Linked DNA regions of Callithrix jacchus: region 2 is linked to region 1. A link is a contact called in public Hi-C data. All regions are on one chromosome and are shown on one strand. The core of a region is the stretch at or near the end of the contact, and the rest is flanking DNA. Distances in the headings are between cores, read along the strand shown. Region 1 overlaps NFE2L2 (NFE2 like bZIP transcription factor 2). Region 2 has its middle 56 kb from the start of HNRNPA3.

Region 1 (6,904 bases), core at 3,069-5,568:
ATCCGGCCAAGAGATTGGTCTTGGATAGAAGTAGGGGGAGTTTTCCTGTTATAATAAAAGGCAAGGTCAAAAAAATGTGTAAAGATGAAAGTAAGTTTATAGGTTGTGGCTGGGTGTGGTGGCTCATGCCTATAATGCCAGCACTTTGGGAGGCTGAGGCAGGTGGATTACTTGAGACCAGGGGTTTGAGACCAGCCTGGACAACATGGGAAACCCCATCTCTACAAAAAATTAGCCAGGCATGGTAGTGTGCACCTGTAGTCTCGGCTACTCAGGAGGCTGAGGTGGGAGGATCACCTGAACCCAGGAGGTTGAGGCTGCAGTTAGCCATGATCATGCCACTGCACTCCAGCCTGGGCAACGGAGACCCTGTCTCAAAAAAAAAAAAAAAAGTGTATAGGTCATAATGGAAAACTGAGACTGCTCACATCTCATAACATCTACCCCACCCAACTCTGATATGTGGGGGGAAAAATCACCAACTGAGAATGAGAAGGGTAGAGAGACCAACACATGGAGGTGTAGAAAGAGGCGAATCCTTGAAATACCCCTCTGGAGACTGAGGAAATGAGCAGGCCAGGTAATAGAGTAGGATTGCAGGCAGCACTGAGGTCCCACTTGAGGTTGCTGGGCACAAATTTAAGGTAGCTCCAATCTGTGACAGGGTGATTTTTTCCTACAGTGCCCAACAGCCTAGGTAAAGGAATGGCCAAGACAGATAGCTGGGTTCAAGGTACACACTAAAATTCATCAGGCAGATAAAACAGAAAAATAATGAAGTAATGGAGTTGAGAACACTAGTCAGAGGCCAATGTTCGGAGCAATGGAGTCCTTCCTCAGTAGAGAAGGAATAGGGGACAGCAAGTGGATTATAGATAAGAGGAAAGGAGAAAGGAGAAAGACTACAGATCTTAATAAGTTTGGGAAATAAACATGGTGAAAATAACCAAATGAAAAGAACGGGAGGACTCGAAAGTCATGGGTTCAGAGGCTTGATGACACAGTCTAGTGGTGGCCATGGGATTGAGTGATTGAAGCACAGTGGAGAAGGTAATTGGAGATGAAATCAAGAAACTGAGAAGTCAGGTATGTTTCATGGAAATACCTACACAGCTAAAGAATGGTCATTGAGGGCCGGGTGCGGTGGCTCACGCCTGTAATCCCAGCACTTTGGGAGGCCTAGGCGGGTGGATCACAAGGTCAAGAGATTGAGTCCATCCAGGTCAACATGGTGAAACCCCGTCTCTCCTAAAAATACAAAAAATTAGCTGGGCAAGGTGGCGCGTGCCTGTAGTCCCAGCTACTCGGGAGGCTGAGGCAGGAGAATTGCCTGAGCCCAGGAGGCGGAGGTTGCAGTGAGCCGAGATTGCGCCATTGCACTCCAGCCTGGGTAACAAGAGCAAAACTCCATCTCAAAAAAAAAAAAAAGAATGGTCATTGAAGAGGCTGGGTGTATCAGGGAGTTTGCTGATGATGGAATGAGATTCCTGAGGTCACAGAGAAAAAGTTTCAAAGCAAAGGGAATGTAAGAGATGTATAAGAAAAAAACAGTTTTTCATAGTCTCACGTACTCAACCAATACAACACTTCAGTCACCAGAATGTGTGGAGGTTTTCCTCCACCTACAACCAATTCTTCAGGGGACACAATTATCCTATAATTTAACTGAATTCTGACACTGTCTACCTGGAGATAGCATTAGATCCCACAGGCTGAAGGCTCAGTCTCCCCACAGGCTGAAGGCTCAGTCTCACAAGATTGCTTCCAGTCAGATGCCAATTCCAAATAGTAGGTTGTTACCTATACCTCTGACTGACTGGTTATAAATTGAGGGTTCCCATGAGGATTCCGTTCCTTGGGTTCGTTTGTTAGAGCAGCTCACAGAACTCAGGGAAGCACTACTTACATTTACCCATCCATCACGAAGGATGTGATATGGTTTGGATCTGTGTCCCCACCCAAATCTGGCATCGAATTGTAATCCTCAGTGTTGGAGGTGGGGCCTGGTGGGAGGTGATTGGATCATGGGGGTGGATTTCCTCCCTGTGCTGCTCTTGTATAGTGAGTGAGTAGTTGTGAGATCTGGTTGTTTAAAAGTGTGTGGCACCTCCCCACTCTCTGTCTTCCTTCTGCTCTCGCCATTTAAGATGTGTGGGCTTCTTCTCCTTCCACAATAATTGTAAGTCTCCTGAGGCCTCTTCAGAAGCAGAAGCTGTTATGCTTCCTGAACGGCCTGCTGAACTGTGAGCTGATTAAACCTCTTTTCTTTATAAATTACTCAATCCCAGGTATTTATAGCAGTGAGAAGGGACTAATACAGGATGTTACAAAGGATACAGATGAACAGCCAGGTGGAAAAGGTACACAGGGCGAGGGATGGGGGAAGAAGCATGAAGCTTCCCTGCCCTTTCTAGACATTCTGCCCTCCATGTAACTCCACAGATTTAGTAAACTGGAAGCTCTCAGAACCCTGCCCTTTGGGTTTTATAGAGGCTTTATTAGGTAGGCATGATTGTTTACATCATTGGCCATTGATAATCAACTCAACCTTCAGCCCCTCTACCCTCCCTAGAAGTTGGGGGGTAAGGCTGAAAGTCCCAACCCTCTAATCATGCCTTGGTCTTTCCAGTGACCAGCCCCCTCTTGAAACTATTTGGGCCCCCCAGCTACCAATGTCTTATTAGCATACTGAACAGTCTTATCACTCTGGAGATTCCAAAGGTTTTAGGAGCATGTGACAGGAACCAGGGGAAGAGACCAAATATATATTTCTTTTCACAATTTCACAGGGTGGAATGGGAAACTGAGTCTAGAATGAGGATGAGACTTCATAAGAGGGTAGCCCATTGAAAAGACCTCCCTCTTGGACACACATTAAGGATACTGAGGGTTTGAGGGATGGCGGGTTTAGTGGGCTGCACAGATGCAGAATTAGTGGGAGTGGAAGAACATTTAGGTCTCTTATCCTTCAGCTTTGTCCTGGGTGTGTCATACCTCCAAGGCTCCTGAGTCTCTGGAAGGAATGAGCTGAGTATTGATTCCAGGGATAGGTTCAGAGCTGAGGGTTGCTGGCCTGCAGCACTGGACTGGTGTGGTCTTTGAGATGAATGCAGGCCTGTCCCAGCTCCTTCTCTCCCTCATATGCCATGTTATCTCAATGCCTCTCTGCCTGTTCATTTTAGGGCTTGATTTTGTCTCCAAACTTTGGGCCCAGGAAAAAGCATTTGGTATCCTTCGAGCACTAGGAGCTGCGCTGGTGAAGGCAGACAGCCTGACTCATTATAAAGTTAACTAATTTCAACCCACACTAATTATCAAAGGTACTCATTCAAGGAAAGATGTGGTGTTTAGAGTAATCTTGTGGAAAGATTGCTTTCATTAAAAAGAAAAAAGGATAGAGATAGAATTTAAAAATTCTCTAACAGCAAAAATTGATGTTTTCTTAAATAGGAAAGATTCATTTAGTTTTTTGTTTTGGCCTCAGGTTGGTTTATTTATGTACTATATATTTTTATTCCCATGGTGATATTTTTCTTTCTTTCTTTCTTTTTTTCTGTAGTGCAATGACATTATCTTGGCTCACTGCAACCTCCACCTCCTGGGTTCAAGTGATTCTTGTGCCTCAGCCTCCTGTGTAGCTAGGATTACAGGAGCACACCACCATGTCTGCTAACTTTTTGTATTTTTAGTAGAGATGGGGTTTCACCATGTTGTCTAGGCTGGTCTTGAACTCCTGACCTCAAGTGATCTGCCCGCCTTGGCCTCCCAAAGTGCTGAGATTAAAGGGGTGAGCCACCACGCCCAGCCCTATGGTGATCTTTTGTTGTTGCTGTTTAAAAGACGCAGGTCACCTTTCAGCTTCTGTCCAGTTCATTATACATTAACAATTTAGTTTTCTTTAGAACACTCTTGAGCCCTTGAAATGCCATACATCGTAGGGTCTAGCTTTCTTATGTTTTCCCTGTTAGCAGATTTTGTTGAGAACATCTTGCTGGTAGACCCCATTTTATTGTTTAATGATGAGATTCAGTGAATCCCAGAAGAGTAAGGTTTTTTTTTAATCTCTTTTGATAGGGTTTGATGTAAAGTACAAAGGTCTCTCTATGTCTGTTCTACTCCTTTTCTCTTGCATTATTAATTCACCCATAAATTGCATACTTCTAATGAAGTGTTTACCTTCATGCTAACTTCCTAAGCTTCAGTGCAGCATCTGCTGACACAGGTATCATTTTACAGCAGTGTCACAGCATCGGTTGACAAGAGGGTCAGTAAATAGCATTATTATAGATCTTAAATGAATCCAATACTTACAGCAAACCAGGTGGCTTGGAGTTCGGCCCTATCAGATGTGCGGTGTAATGATACAAATGGCCATGCTTACATGACCCTCTGCGTGACTTAGGAACAATGCCTGCATTATCTTTTAGATACAGAAACACAAGTAACATGTGAGAGACACTGTTAAATAGTTCCCTCATTTACCAGTATCAGTGTGTCATCAGTTATTCTTTGTTTTCCCATGTAACTGATTGAATCTATTTGGGAAAAAGTGTCAGCCATCGTATCTTAGATTCTTTTCTTTAAAAAAAAAAAAAGGAAGGGTGAGTTGGGGGAGGGCTGTTGATGGCAGTTTGCTGCTGCTGAGGCCGGCCTGCTGTTTTTCTGGCATTTTTCATCTGTGCTGCCATCTAGCGAGGAGAATGGAAACACACAAAAATAAAGTCCCAAGATGGAGTTTAGGGAAAATGGATACTCTATTTTTATTTGTAGAAAACTGGAAGAAACATCAGTGAGATTTGGGACTATAATTTTATGTTTTTCTCTTCAATCTCTGTGTCTCTCCAAGATCCAAAACAGGACTCGGATATCTGTTTCTTGGTTTTTATGAGGACATTCCAGGCATTGCTGGGAAGCCATTTCCTGGATTCGAACTGACCTCTTCTTACATACCTAAATTTCAGTTGTATAACCTTTCTGGGACCTCTAAATTGTAAGGAAGTGTTCTCACTTTTCTATAGTTAAAACATTGCTGGAAATGCTCACATTCCAAATCCTGTAGGATTTGGAAATGAAATGGCAGCTTTTTGTGAATTAACGAGAGAAAGAAGTCCTTTCAACACTGGGGAGCAGTTTCCTGAAGTCTGTGCCTTCCACAGCATCAACCAGATCTGTGGCATGTTTATAGGTGAAACACTGGTCAAATGAATTTGGGGATTGCAAGGTAAAACAATGTTAAACAGTTATCTTTATAGGCTTTAATTTACCAGTGTGCACTGTGAACTTGTGAGAGAGGAAAATGCTGGGCAAGCTTTCCCTAACTTGTTTGACCTTGAAACCCAGGGTTTTTCATAGACCTGGTGGTGTGTGGTGCTTCCATCCCGAGCTGTTACGACAGGGGAAGAACGTTGGCCTGCTGCATGCACACCATGCACAAACACCAGTCCTCCCTGACCCCATCCTATTCCTTCTCTTTGTGTCTCAATATTTTTGAAGTTTTGTTTTGGTTTGAGTAGAGACGGGAATTTATCTACTTTTTGTCTCTAGCAATATTGTAACAGGGGTTGGATCTGGTTGATACTTGCTACTCTCAGGTAAAACAAAGTAAGTTTACCTACAACATATGCCACATTTTCTCTCTCGGCTTACATGTCAAACAGCACAGAGTAAGACATTTTTTTTACTCAGCACACATTTAGTGTGCTCTAATTCTGTGTAAGGTATCACTGGGAGGGGAGAACAGAGTGAAATAAAACATGATCCTTGTCTTTGTCAAATCATTAAATAGATGGAGTGATAAGTTTACACACAGATTACTACCAGATCCCTTACACAGATAAATAATGGTTATACTAGATTTATTCATCCAAACGGAAATAATACGGCTTAGTTTCTATGGAGCAAGGCCTTGGAAACTATCCATGGAAAAAGAAACTAATAGCCTTACAGAATAGAGATAGTACATCTATATATTTACTATAGTAAATATTTAGTACATAAATTACAACAGAAACTGTTGTAATAGCATCCATTGTTAGAGCATTTCGCCTTATTTAGAAAAAAGAAAAAGTCAATAGCAAAGAATATCTGTCTATATTAATTCTGGAAAGTGACATTCTTTATGAAACTAAGTGAACAATATTAATAATGCTTCTCTTTTGATAATTTTTGTGCATTTTAGGAGATGGACCATATAATTCATATTTTTGACCCCAAAAGTAATGTCTCTGTTTAGATATTAATAAGGATATGATCCCTTACACAGGATACATATTATTTCCATTTCATGAAAGCAACAGGGGCTCAGAGAATTAATTTGTTTAATAGCTCATAAAGGGCAGGCTTGGAATTCAAATCCAGTTCTGTTTGGCCCCAAATTGTTATTTTTGTTTCCCTTTTGTGGGGCAGAGTAATTTTAGAAAATGTTTGCATACTCTCTGATTTCTATAGCCTAACAATGTGATGCCAAAGAAAATGGGAAAAACAGCTTTCCTGAGCTTTAGAGAATTACACATACGCAAATAGGAGACTGTGAGCTTCGGAGAGCAGATACCTCAGGGCCATATCTGTTCTCTGCCACAATAAGCCCAGTGCTTAGCACATACCTGGCATGTAGATCCTCAATAAAGATTTGCTCAATGAGGCACATATGAACAATCGTGTTTGGGATTAGGTGCTGGGCGCTCATAAAAACTTTCAATATCTTGTATTTTTTGCAAGATAGTTCAGTTTTGAATCTGCAAAGGAGAAAGAAGATAAAGGTTAATGCAGGCCATTTGAAAATATGTCTTCCCTCCTCATCAAATGGTCTGAATCTATCAAGGGCAATTTTCACATTTGTGATTGTACTTTCCAGTTAAATCTCAATCATTAATTAATCATATTGTGAGTCAATTTGTGGATGATT
Region 2 (6,818 bases), core at 3,012-5,511, 170 kb before region 1:
AAATAATGCAATTTGAAATGGGATTTCTCTCTAGTACAAAAAAAAACAGGGAAGAAAACTCTTACTGCCAAGTTCTTGTCTATCAATTATTGTCAGTGATATCCTTAAGGAACAAAAATTGACCCTCTGTGACTTAAAACTGCAATCATCTAGCACATGGTGATTGCCCATGTTCTAAACATCTATGTTATGATGTACACAGACGGTAAACATCTATGTTATAAATGTAAAACAACGACTCTAATAATTATTATTATAACAATCTAGTCGGAGAAACTGCAGACCATAAAACAGTATGGGCTCCCCCTGCTGTTTCTACTGCTAAACTTAACTAACATTTCCGGTTGCCAGGGCTTGGTGCCCTGATTTTAAGGCTGATTCATAAACAAAGGGTAAACAAAACAAAATTAAAATACCATTATGTCAATAAATCAGTGGGCTGAGGGGAAGAGGAGAAAGGAGAGTGCCAATGCATTTAATGCAATAAGGAAGTGTGAACATGAAGGTGAGTAGTGCTCGGAATTCCAAAAGGTAATGAGTTTCCAGGGAGAATGGAGCTGTCCGGCCACTGCATTTAGATTAAGAAGTATTAGCTGGGCATGGTGGCGCGTGCCTGTAATCCCAGCTACTCAGGAGGCTGAGGCAGGAGAATTACCTGAACCCAGGAGGTGGAAGTTGCAGTGAGCTGAGATCGCGCCATTGCACTCCAGCCTGGGTAACAAGAGCGAAACTCCGTCTCAAAAAAAAAAAAAAGTTTTCCAAGTCTGGCTTGCTGTGAAACTTTTTCAAATCTAAAGATCATGTAAATGCCCTTGGGCAAACTAGATACAGTGCTGCCATCTCCAATCTCTGCAAGTGCAACATGTAAACCAGCCTCAGCCCAACAGGGCACACTAAGATTATTTTGCAGAAACTGTAATGACACTGAACAGGAGGCTAGCTTAACATCTTGTCCAAGTGAGATTCCCAAGCCTCCTCCGTGATGGCTGCTTGGAGTTCTGTAGGCTAATGAGGGGAACCATCTGTAGTATTTTGCCGGCAGATGTGTCCCCCTCATACTGTGCCAGTGTCTCCTGAGGAGAGGATCTGTCGAGGGCTCCAGCATCACTCTGCAAGGGAAGATCGTGCTATTTCACAAGTGTGTAATCTAGAAGCCAAACAAATATTTAATTATTCACATATACACATTTTAGTACACCTTATCTTTTCAAAAGTGAATATCAGAATGAATGTGTGAGTGTCCTTACTTGTAAGTATGTCATTATGTTGTCACATTCAGAGACATCTACCCACACAAGTAAAAATGATATCCTATGGTTATTTCTTTAACTAAAATTCTATGCACTGTTTAGAACGAAAGAAGGATTTGAATCAAATGAACTAAGTATTTGCCAATATCACTATTTCAAAGTCATCAGAGCAATCGCTAAAGAGAAAAAATATAAATATATTCAGGTATGTTTCCCTTCCTTCCTTCAAATGTGTTCATTTCCCATATAAAGTTACTTTCTAATTTTGTAATATCAAAAAGTGATAAGAAATTAAATTTAAATGATAAATCTTAAAATCTTTATGAGTAAATTTCAAATTAAGATGGAATGACATTTCAAAGCATTTATTTGGTAGCATATGGAAAATTATATAAGGTTTATAGTAGGCATCAAAATTTTTTAAGGCAACCATTAAACAGTCTTAAAGATAGACCTAATCACAAACTCAGCACTTAAAGTAGGTACTTACATAGTACAAAGCTGTTTTAAAAGAGTATAAATTATTTTATTTTGCTGTAATTCTCAAAATGTTATGGCAATTCAACTCTATCACTCATGTGTTTCAATTAATCCACTGTCATTGATAGAGCCTTATTAAAGTTAATTTGCTTTTTCTAAAAAGAAAAGAAAAAAAAAAAACAGTAGTAACATTCCTTTTCAGGTACTGACTTGAAACTCTTATTTAATTGCAGGAGCTCGGCGTCTATATCAAAAGACAAAAGGGACACAGGAGAAAAGGCCAACTGAAGATTTTTTAGATTTTTAAACAGGGCCTTGTTATATATAAAAAGTTATAAGACGATTAAAACCAAGAGGAACATGTCACCATTTTGACTTGGTTGGTAACAAGATTAACTGAATTTTTTATATCAAATATGCAGTTTTTAGTAAAAGTTTAAAATATACTCAAAATAAGTCTGCATAAATTTCACACACCAACACCATGACCAGCTTTTTTACTATGTAATGTCTCACATAGGCAAGATTTTAAATGTTATTTCTCCAACAGCATAGTAATATACATTAGACTGAGGTAAGACTGTGACAATGTCTTCCTTCCCGAAACCTCCTCTTAAATATTAAAGGCCACTGGGCTTCCGCATTTTATTAGCTTTAAAATGGAAATCTAAGTCTGGCTCACATTAGCATACCCAGTGATTGCAGTAGAACCTCTTCTCACTATCACAATCTTAAAAACATGTCAGATGATACATTTTAACTTCTCTTTATTTCAGAAAACAAAAAGCTGCCACTGGAAATATCAGGAAACAGCTACAGAGATTACATAGGGATTTTAGCTTATTTTATTTTTCAAGAAATAATGCAATTTGAAATAGGATTTCTCTCTAGTACAAAAAAACAGGGAAGAAAACTCTTATTTTGGAAGGCAGATGCCTTCCAAAAATATTATTACAAGAGTTTTGGTCAGATTATCCTTACTATCTATAACTGACATAAATATAGATATATGAATGACATTTAAAAAGGAAAGTTCTTTATAACCTTCAGCTTGTTTTCATAATAAATTCCACGGGGAATATTAGTAATAATAATTGATTTTAGCAATAAGTAATAGAGTTATAAACAGCTCCAGCTATTTCGTGAAAGAAATGTCTCAGCTTCAGGTTTTATTTATTAGCATTTGAAGTCCCTCCATAACCCTAGTAAGATCCGTTATGGCTTAATTAAATGAGAAAGATGGCCTGCCAAAGATTCTTTGTTCTTAAAATAAATACTGTATGTTTTCTGCTTTCCTGTAAATCATCACAACCTATTTCTATTTGAGAATAGATAGAGCTCCAAACCTACATCTACTTTATACCTCCCAAATAAAGTCTCTTTTGCCTGGAAATTTTATATTTTTTTCATAGTGTACCATCTACAAATACCGTCTTAAGAGGTTTTTTCTTTACTAACCATTTGAGAGTTATTCATCTCAGAAGTGCACCAGTGAGGAGGTAACAGAGCCTGTTACAGCAGAAATATTTGCTACTTAAAAATGAACACAAATTTACACTTACAACATGTCCTCAGTGCTGTGTTTGTGATGAAGTTCCATAGTTATTACGTGTCCTAAGTATATGTTCAAGCATATCTACAAATGAAAAACAAACGGCTAAAAATTCACTGGCAAGAGATTGAGCTGCTCCATCAACATGGCAGGAATATTTCAAATAAATGATCTCTTCTCAAATCCTTTGGAGAAATGATTGCATTTGTCTGGCCTTTCCTCTCCCTGCCCCTGCCCACCGTTTTTCTCTACTTTCATCTATAATCTCGTCTGCTCCTCTCTGGCCACACTGCAATGATTCCCCCATTATGCTGATGGAAAAAAATGAGGAGGATGAGGGATAAGGGGAGGGGAGAAGACCGACGCCTTCCCGGATTAGAGAGCGACAAGGCGGCTCCCCTCTCCCACCACTAGCTGGCGCCAGAGCCCTAAAGATGCGGTAATATATTGCGTCATCTCTTGCTAATTAACAAAGCTGTTTTCGAACTGATCGTAGTTGTTCGAGGAAAACATGAAATGATTTTGACTGAACATGTAGTAAAGCAGCAGCAGCATCGAGGGTGACATCCCGATGAAAACAACTCCATCTATGCCTTTAAGCTTTTGTCTTTAGAAAAAAAAGAAAGAAATGCATCCTTGAAGAATTCATGGGTTTTTATCTTACCCAAATAAACCAAAGGGAAGTCTTCTTATCCTCTATAAACTATTCACTGTATATATAAAACGGTAAAACTTTCCGGCTATATAATGCTCTGGTAACCTAAATAAAGTGCCTATTTTTATTACGCCTTTAGTCTAAGACAGGAATGCCCGACGCGTCAGGGTCACAGGGAAAGCTACTTAACTGCGTTAGCCCCTAACTCACTTTTACACTCCTTCCTCCCAACTAGTTTCAGCTTTCTTGTTCTGACCACAGACGCTCCAAGCTTTCGCTTTTCTCATCCTATCCTTCCCTCTTGCACAAGCAAACACTGTCCTTCCAGATGCTTCCATGGCTGCAGGATCTGTAGGGAGGAGCCCTCGGCCAGCCAGACAAATGCACAAAACATTGCTCACTTTAGGAAAAGATGGCTCCTGGGCAAACGAACAGGAAACAGTGCGTTTAGTTGGCGACGTAAATTATCATTATGCAAGTAAGACATACTGAGTTTAGTCTGGCTAGAATAAAATCCAAGGTGAAAAATTCAAGCACTGTAGGCGCTGCCATAGAAAACGTTATTTTTCATTTGGGAAAATGTCCTATATATGTAACACACTTTTATCATTAGAAAAATAAAGAACAGTGATTATTTTGACAAAAGAAAGTACATTCAAACTGCAGTGAAATACTATACTTTTTTAAAGAAATACTTTATAGTTTGGCTTGTGAACATGTTAAATGGCTGGGAATACTCATTCAAATCACACGCCCTATTACCCACCCCATGCCCTCATTTCCTCTGGGGACTGCGGAGGCCTGGCACTTGGGAAAAGAAGGAACTGCCTTCTCTGAGCCTTATTCTGGCTTTCATAGGCAGAAGAATGTCAAGCTTTCCTTCCTTCACCCTTACCCTAATTCCTCAAAGGAAAAATGCTAAGCTTTATCTTGGGTGGACTTGCTTTACTCTACACTAAAAATAAGATTGAAACTTCTGTTCTCCCTCTATCAGCCAGATTTCTACATGTGGTTTTTCTAAGTCTACTCCTGAACTGGTTTTCCCTCAGGATATCAGGGAATCATTCATCACCCTTTAATCTCCAAATAAGATCCCAGAAATGAACCAGGACAGAAAGTAGCCTGGACTGCAAACCAATGTTTGTTTTGATGGCTTTTTGGTTTTCTAGTTGAAATCTCTTTTAGAAACTCTTTTGTAATGACAACTGGGTGACTTTGATCTAGGAGAGAACATTGAGAAAGTGAAAATGAAGTTTGAGGGAAGTGTCAAAAATGCTGCATAACAACCAACCAGAAGCTCAAGATGTCTGTGGTGTAACGAAAGGTCAGGTTTAATCCTTCGTTATCAGTCGTAATTTTACTGGGCCCTTTCAAGAGACACCGTGACAGAGAAACTACATTAACCACAATTTGGTATGCCCTAATGTTCATGCTAACTACAGTTATCTTTTGTTACTTACTGGCCTTGACCTATAGATGGACTGCATCAGGTGCTACTGAAACCGCAGATCACTCTCTAAAGCCTAGTGCAGGCCTGAGTCATATGAGGTTTAATTCATATTCCACTCAACATGCCCGTTTTATTTCCAGTGGAAATTGCTCATTTAATTGCACTGTAAGTTTTATGGGGTATGCCCCAGGCTGCGTTCTTTATGCTAGGCATTTCAGTATTTATGGCGTAGCTATACCCAAAACTTCAAACATAAAGTAAAACCAGCAAAATATGCTCTCCTCCAGTTCCATAAATACTTTTCACCAGTTTCATTATTTTTTCCAATGAGATTAAAGGAGTGTGTTAAACCTGTAACACAGACTGTTAGTTGATGTCTCCAGAGCTGCTTTTGTCCTTCATATTCAAATCCAATATAGCCCCTTTTTCCTGCTTCTGAATGAGACTGCAAAGAGCAAGTATGGTCCTTCTGTGTATGGGCTAGCTCTCCAGGAACAATAAAGACTTCCTCTGTTGGTTGTCTATAGAATTTTTATCTGTGAGAATAACATGTAAATGGTTTTGGTGTTTTTTAATGAACTGTTCATGCTTATAGGTCACACCTACACCCACTAAATAAACACTGTGGATTACAGATCGAATGTGTATGTTGCAAAATATAGCTCATTTAAAGAAATAAATATGTCGGCCTTGTACTGCAAATGGCTCCTGTTTTGGGGCAGGAGCAGGCAGACATATGATTTTACCTGTAGCAGATCAAAATGCATTCCCATACTACACAAACGCAGAAAGGACTCTACTATGTTTTACTAAACCTGTGACTGTTTTTAATCAGCTACTGTTATCCATCCCACTATGTGAAATATACAAAAGCATATTTCCAAGAAATTTCAGAGTTTTAGACAAATGCTTCTTGATAAAAGCCATTAGTGGCTTTTTAGACAGCTTAAGTAGAATGGTACAAACAGAAGCCTCATCATAGGGGTTTCAGAAAAGGAAAACAATAAGACAGTAGGTAGAGAACAACTCATTTGTCTATAGATTTGGAAGGTGTCATAGGGTCAAGTGAAGATGTTTGCCAAATAGAAGGAGGTAAGGACATATTTAGAGCCTCTAGGAAAGATGGCTGATCTCAAGGAGTAAGATTTGAATGCAGGAACAAAGCAGAATAGAAAAAGACTTGAGCTGTGTTTTCAAAAGAACAGGGAACAATTCCTAGACTTAGAAGGAGCTAGAGGTGGTAAGCTGACCTTTAGTAATAGAATTCTTAGAGATTTTTGCCTCCAGTGTAGTAGATGTCAGTGATTCAAGGATGACTGAGGATCTTAAGAAAGATGTGGCTTCTTCCTTCCCAGAAAAGCCCCAGGGAGTGATCCCTGCAAATCCTTCAGAGTGTAAGTTGTGCACCCAGTGAAAGCCTTCCTCACAGGA

Evidence for each region. A called contact is a pair of places that touch in the nucleus more often than the background predicts.
Region 2: a Hi-C map of skeletal muscle shows a contact between it and region 1, with 8 times the contacts expected there. The contact joins two enhancer-like sites. A contact is called at or near these places in 3 of 3 Hi-C or Micro-C datasets (induced pluripotent stem cells and skeletal muscle).

Annotation. Positions count from the first base shown.
Region 1 is chr6:52,041,800-52,048,703 of calJac240_pri, reverse strand. It overlaps NFE2L2 (NFE2 like bZIP transcription factor 2), which reads right to left. Exons shown (of 6, transcript XM_054257494.2): 2 at 6,603-6,734. Among named protein-coding and RNA genes, the nearest start is that of NFE2L2, 60 kb to the right of the region's middle. Within about 2 kb of position 4,318, at least 5 of the 16 cell types and tissues checked have an H3K27ac peak or open chromatin away from gene starts, as enhancers often do.
Region 2 is chr6:52,216,079-52,222,896 of calJac240_pri, reverse strand. No RefSeq gene overlaps it. Among named protein-coding and RNA genes, the nearest start is that of HNRNPA3, 56 kb to the right of the region's middle. Within about 2 kb of position 4,261, at least 13 of the 16 cell types and tissues checked have an H3K27ac peak or open chromatin away from gene starts, as enhancers often do.